Regions from separate parts of the Mus musculus genome. Here region 1 is linked to region 2. Evidence: chromatin contacts called from public promoter capture Hi-C data. All regions are on one chromosome and are shown on one strand. Each heading gives the region's core, a stretch centred on a gene start, on an enhancer-like site or on the middle of the called end of the contact. The rest is flanking DNA. Distances are from core to core; before and after follow the strand shown. Region 1 holds the start of Lrch2 (leucine-rich repeats and calponin homology (CH) domain containing 2). Region 2 holds the start of Htr2c (5-hydroxytryptamine (serotonin) receptor 2C).

Region 1 (3,395 bases), core at 593-3,092, 590 kb before region 2:
GGGAGAATACAGGCTTACTGAGTCCTGGATGGCAGTCTGGGTAGTGACAAGATACAACCCAATTTTTTAAATGGGCATGTTGTTTGGGGATTATTATTATTATTATTATTATTTTTTTTTTTTGGTGCAGTACTGGTGGGTAAATCCAGTGTGGTACTGGTGGGTAAATCCAGGACCTAGCAAAAGTTCTATACTGATCTAAATCCCCACCTCCTACCAGTGTATTTAATAAATCATTTTCAATTGCTAATCACTGGTATAAAGTTCAGTTTAAGTCCTATTCTTTCTGTGATTCATGTCCAATGTGAGTGCAATATTCTCTCTCTCTCTCTCTCTCTCTCTCTCTCTCTCTCTCTCTCTCTCTCTCTCTCTCTTTGGTTTTTCGAGACAGGGTTTCTCTGTGTTACCCTGGCTGACCTGGAACTCACTCTGTAGACCAGGCTGGCCTCAAATTCAGAAATCCACCTGCCTCTGCCTCCCAAGTGCTGGGATTAAAGGCGTGTGCCACCACTGCTGGGCCATGCAATTTTTTCTTATCATATTCATTTAAAGTAACCCTCTATGGCCACAAAGTCACTCAGCCAAATTGCTTTTCTTCCCTATATTGTTTTTCAAAGTATATAGCCTATGGCAGATCAATTTCCTTGGTGCATGCAGTCTTCTCTAAGACTGTGGTATGTTGTTCAAATTTACAAAGATGTGAATCATGTGCACAAGTTATTGGAATTAATGATAAAGGGACATGCCAGAGCATTCTAATTGTTTTCCCCAATAATCTCATTGAGTATTAGGGAAGGGAGCTGGAGGCTCATTGGGAGAGAAGTAGGTAGTGGAAATCTGAGCAGCAGCTGAAAGAGCTCACTACCTATCTGCCTACAAAGATTGTGGTCAGATTATGGAGGCACCACAATGTCTTATAATCGACTTTCAACTTTCTTTGGCCTCTACATTAAAACGTCTCTTTAAGTTGTAAGAAGGAACTCCTAAATCCCAAGATGGATTGGCTTCAAATCCCAGCATCAAATCGTCAGAATGCCATTTAAACTAAAACCTGTATTTCAAAAATTCTTTCCAAGGTTGTTTGATGATCAAAGCGCTTTTATCATCCAATGCTGACGTGATGAGACGAAACTGGAGATATTTTGGAGTTCTTGGAACAACTTCAAAGAGTCATAGAACAGAATGTGGAGACCTCTCTTTCCAAGTTTGGAAGGCAGCAGTTTGGCTGAGACTCACTGCAAGGAGAGCCTTCCTTGAAAACATTTAAGGTCTTTTCCTACTTTGGGCTTCTAAAGGCTAGCAGAATGCAAGTTATGCCTTATTCTCAATACGGTTCTCATTTTCCTCTCCAACCCTTCTTTTAGTATATTTGCACTGAAAGATGATTCTTGAGGTATTTGTAGGAAGTATCTCAGGTCAGTTGCCTCCTAATCCTCCCAAGAGCTGTTTCTATACATTTTGAAAGAAGTCCTTTTATTCCCCACCTCACATTTTGTGTTTTGTTTTTGTTTTGCAGAAGGAAAAGGCAAAGCACTCTGAGAGACTTGGGAGCAGGGGGAGGAGGCGCAGAGCTCAAGAGACTTCCAGTTAACCTGGTACCTCTTAAGACTTTGGTACCCAAAGCAGCGGACCCTGGATTTAGCATCCTTCCTCGGATCCTCGGTTGTTTTTTTTTTTTTTTTTTAACAAACGTTGAGCACGTTCCAGCGTCCTCTGTGTGCGCGACACCTCATAGCCACTGGCCCGGGGTTCCTTCCTACCATCTCCCTCGCCCCCCCTCCCACCCTCAGCCTGCGCATGCGTCCTAAGAACCCCCTCCACTCGCGGCCCAGGCTCCGAGTATTGTCGGGGGCTATTCTCTCTCCCAGGAACATGGCGGCGAGTCAGGGAGGCGGTGGGAACAGTGGGGGCGGCGGCTGCAGTGGAGGTGGAAGTGGCGGTGGCGGTGGCGCGGCTGGAGGAGGAGGTGGTGGTGGTGGAGGAGGAGGTGGGGGGGCCGGGGCGGGAGGAGGTGGCGGCTGTGGCGGGACCGTGGCGGTGCCCATCCCGGTACCGACTCTTTTCGGTCAGCCGTTCCCCAATGGGCCGCAGTGGCACCCGGGGAGCTTGCAGCCGCAGCACACGGTGAGGAGCCTGGACCGGGCCCTGGAGGAGGCGGGGAACTCTGGCATCCTGAGCCTCAGTGGCAGGAAACTCAGAGAGTTCCCGGGCAGCGGTTACGACCTGACGGACACCACCCAAGCAGGTGACAGGCTGGGGGGAGGGGAAGCGGGGCCTGGAAGGAGGATGGGGAGTGGGTGGCTGCGTGGCTGCCTTGGAGTCTGCTGGCCCGGCGCGCAGAGGCGGCGGGAGTCCCGGAATCCTAGCAGCCTCCTGTGACTGCAAAGGGGCAATGCAGGCAGCGGGAAAGAGGGGCGCCAGTAGCCCAGGGATGATGGAGAGCTGGCTGCGATGTTAGGGGCATTATTGTTAGAGAGTTGCGTGCATACAGGCAGAAGGGACTTATTGACACCTTCCTTAATGCACTTCTTGCAACTCTTGGTCTTATCTTTCCCTACCTCAACTGTGAGTAGGTGGGAGGCAGTGAGGGGGAGTTGAGAACAGACAATGCAGAATATCATAATCTCTACTTATTCCTTGAAGGCATCCATGCCTGCACGAATGGCATAGTCCTTTTTAGAGTCAGGTTTGCTGTTTGTGGTCTTATGGTGGATTTGTTTAATCATCTTAGGGTATTTTTGGCTTCTTTCCCCTCATGTATGCCTTATAGAGTGTTTTCTATTTTATCTTATTTTATTTATTCATTTTCCTGGCGTTGAGAGGTGATGGTGGCTAGATTAGTATTTGTTGTAGTAGCAAATTAAATCATCAATCACTTAAGGGTTTGGTTATTGGGTGAAAGGCAGTCCAGATTTGAATGATGTTAGTTTTAATTTTTATAGCAGAAATCAAAAGAAATGAGCATTTTTGAGAAAAATATTCCATTTCTTATGGAGTTGATGGTTAATGGATTATCCTATACTCTGTGTTCGTCTTTGTTGTGGCTGGTATTTTTGCTGTTGTTACGAATTCGCTCTCCTTCTAAAGCTGTGCAGCTTATTTTTAGCTTTGTTTAGGTTTGCTGAAAGTTTTTTTTTCCTTCTCATGATCTTTAATTCTTTATTTATGTACCCCATATACTCTGCTGAAATGAATTATGCACCAAAATATTAGAAGTGATGTAGTGATTTTGAAGCAACATAGTAAGTAAATTCATGCGTAGTAGGAAATAGTAAACAACCTTATTTACAAACCAGACAAATTGAGTGCATTCAGTTTCTAGACATCAAATCAAGATGCATGCACTGGCAGAGGATGGAAGAGGAAGAAAACCTCAAATGAAGCTTCCTAGTCAA
Region 2 (3,526 bases), core at 640-3,139:
TACTCACTGCGCAACATTTTCTCTGCCCCCCCCCATCCCATCTCTGCAACATTGTAGTTCAATCCCACTCCCCCCAATGGACATTTTTTCTTGCTTAGACTATCTACAAGGTATATGGTAAGGGGCATATCATTAAGGGCATCACCTAAGGTTTCCTTGGATGGGGCTTAAACAGGTAAATATTAATGAAGAACCTGTCAAGCACTAGCAGTGATTCTGAACTAAAGTAAATGTCCTTTAACTGCTGAATGTCGCCTGCTGTGTTTGTTGGAGGGGTGCCTGTCAATTAAAATAAGAGGTCTCAAGACCACAATGTGAAGTGTCTTAGTTATCTAGTACCATCTAACAGGAAGCAAGACGCAAAGGGCTCGGCGCAGAAAAGAAACAGACACACAGACATGTTTTGCAATGACGAACTTTATGTCGCACCAGGAACCAGCAACCTGTTCATGTTTAGCAATTCCGCGGTATGCTGTAAACACTGCTTTTCAGGTTAAGCTGAGCAAAGGAACGGGATAAAAGGCAGTCTTGGAGACTTTTCCACAGTCCTTTTAAAAATATAAAATTGTCACCAAATGACTTCAGTAAGCTAATAAAAGGGCTCGCTGAATACCCTTATACTATCCTCTTAAACTTACGTGACCATCAGCAACGCTGTTCAAATTCAGCCAGCAGCTGTTAGACCAAGACAGATCCGCAGTGTGTTATCTCCCAGAGTTACGAGTGTGTTCCCTGAGACCCGCCGAAAATGAGGGTCGGTTTCACCGAGAACATAATAGAGATCATTTGCAATCCCCCCAGCCCCGCTCCCATTACTTCAAACCCTGAGCCCCCTCCCACTTGGTCCGAGTCCGATTTCTTAATAAGGTGAACAGTTTGCACCCCCCTACTGGATTTCACCCTCCTCAGCCCAACCCCTCAACCTGAGACCCCCGCGTTCAGTTTTACTCCTCCTCCTTCCCACCCTTCCCTGTCCCCCTCCCCCTCCCATTACTTCTAGAGACCCCACCCCAGTCTTACTCTCACAGCTTTCCCTGAGAGCGAGGGTCTCTACATCCTTGCCTCCCTCTAGCGCCTACATCTCCAACCTGTCCTCCAACCTTCTCCAGAATCGGGTTGCATTAGAGATACCTGCGTTCTTGTCTCCTTCCAGAGACCCCCACCACCCCGCGATTTGAGCGCTCTGAGTCGCTCCCCGCCACCCTCCCGAACCAGCGCGGTCCTCCAGGCTGCAACCATCCGGGACCTGTCCATGCTCCCCTACCCCATCCTCCGCCCAAATCATTAAGGTCTCAGCTAGCAATGCCGCCCGGGGGCTCCAACTTACCACTAGCGTCCGGGAGGAAGACCAGGCAGGTCGCCGCGGCGGCAGCTAGACGAGAAACGGACTCGGCTGCAATCGCCCAGCGGAGCCCGCGGCAGTCAGTGCGCTGCTCTGAGCTGCGCGCCGCAACCTCGCTTCTCAGAAGACGGAAAGAAGGATGGAGGGAGCTCGGCGCGAAGGATAGCGCCGGCAAGTCGACCTCCTGTGGGCAACCTGCGCCCCCCGGAAAGGTTTGGCTGGAATTGTTTTACTACCCTACTCTAGCATAGTAACTGACACCTCCAGCATCTCCGCGCCAATCGCTTCTTCTTTCTTCTTTGAAGGCCCCTAACTAACTACACTATTCTAAGCGGACGAAGACCACCACCGGAGCACCACGACGATCTCCACGACGCCGACGACAATCGATGTGCAGAACGAAGAAAAGTTCATATGTAATAGGAAGGTAAGGGATAGACAGGCCAAAGGAGCAACCAAGATTAACAATCTTGCTGCTCCAAGGGCTCAATCATTAAGCCTGGTGCACCCAAGGAAGCTTCCTTGGTGAGAACCAGAGCACCTACCCAGAGCTGGTGAGGCTGCACCAGGCTCTTAGGCAAAACCAGGGATGAGGGGAGGAGTCACGAGGAGCGAAGAAGAGCCAATCAGTGCTCAGGGTTACACTGCTCAGGGCCTGTTTGGACCAGAATCCTAGTGCGTCTGGAATCTGCTGGCAGGGGACCCTGAGCTGTGGCGTAGGTGGGGAAGTGATTAATTTGATTCATAAGCCATAGGGACTCGGGGAAACTGAGGTCATCCATGGCACCAGACAGGAGATGGGGAAATTCTCAAGAATCGACCCTCAAAGATATAACTTTAAACACATACTGCAGAGACAGACAGACAGACAGACAGACAGAGACAGAGACAGAGAGACAGAGGCACTCAGAGAGACAGATGCAGAAATAGAGAGACACAGAGGAGAGACAGACAAGTAGAGAGACAGATATACGCAGATAAAGATAGAAATACAGACGGGGGGGGGGGTTTAGTTCCAGAAACAGACTTTCAAAATCTTATAAATTTTACTGGTTCATAAACTCCTTCAGAGGGTCTCCATTCTGACTGTCATTCTTCCCTTCATCAGGAACTACTGACTCTGACAGGATCAACCATTAAAGGCCACAAATCAGTTTGATGGCTGGCTTCCTTACTCTCACCCCTACTCTTAAATTCAAAAAGAGAAAGGAAACCCCTTGGCTTTCAAGGCCTAAGAAAGCATTTTTTTTAATTCCTTTTTGATGACACCCCCGCACACTCTGCTAAAAGCGTAGAGATAAGCCTTGAAGGTAGCTCACTCGGTTTTCTCTGGGAGCTGAAAATATCTCCAACAGAAATTAGGAGGCACAGTTAGTTGCCTAGCCTCTTTAAGGGCTATCAAGGCATAAACACAAAAGTAAGGTCAGGGAAGAAATAAAATCTCCCTTTCGACAACTGCCTGTACACTCAGCTGTAACTGGGCAAGCTGACCTCTTCACCATTAACTCTCAAGTACCAGTGAGCAGGTGCCTGCTGTGTCCAGGATGCAGCACAGAGGTTGGTCCTGGCCACCTGGCCAAGATACCTGAGTAACATGAAAAACAAGCCTAGGAGTGGAGATACATCCACAGAGAAAGATAGACCAGATTTCTATTCAGAGAGAGAGTCTAGGGGTGTTTGTGTGTGCGTGTGTGCGTGCGCGTGTGCGTGTGCGTGTGCGTGTGTGTGTGTGTGTGTGTGTGTGTGTGTGTGTGTGTGTGTGCGCGTGTGCTGTGTTAGCAACAGGGACAGCTACTTGGAGAGGTAAAGACTGTTTCCCCACTGCTGGGAGGTAGCTGGATCAGCGTAAGAGACTGGTACAGCTACTTGGGTCCTGAGGACAGAACAGTGATTATATAAAAGAGGTGGCAAAGGGTCGGTGTAGGGGCTTGAAGGTGCAAATCCGAAAACTGCAGAAAGGATGGCTGCAACTGTGGGACTATTGACCCCAAGAGGTATAGAAGTTTAGAATGGAGATAGAGTTGGGATAAATGAGAAGTTAGATCTCTTCTTTATTCTGGGTCCCCAGGTGCCAAATATTTTTCTGAGGTTTGTAATGGGAGCACTAACTGTATTGAAAGAAAGCCACCCAAGGATCGGGAGTCTCTCAGTCTTTAATGAATTCAAATACTTTGCAAGGCTTTG

What was found. Promoter capture Hi-C pulls out the DNA fragments that hold promoters and counts their contacts.
Region 1: a promoter capture Hi-C map of embryonic stem cells shows a contact between it and region 2. The contact joins the promoter of Lrch2 here to the promoter of Htr2c in region 2. A contact is called at or near these places in 12 of 39 promoter capture datasets (the 3T3-L1 cell line, 3T3-L1-derived adipocytes, cranial neural crest and 7 more).

What each region holds. Positions count from the first base shown.
Region 1 is chrX:147,552,528-147,555,922 of GRCm38.p6, reverse strand. Lrch2 (leucine-rich repeats and calponin homology (CH) domain containing 2) reads left to right here and starts at 1,842. Exons shown (of 21, transcript NM_001081173.2): 1 at 1,842-2,245. The coding sequence starts at 1,873.
Region 2 is chrX:146,960,876-146,964,401 of GRCm38.p6, reverse strand. It overlaps Htr2c (5-hydroxytryptamine (serotonin) receptor 2C), which reads right to left and starts at 1,889. Exons shown (of 6, transcript NM_008312.4): 1 at 1,328-1,889.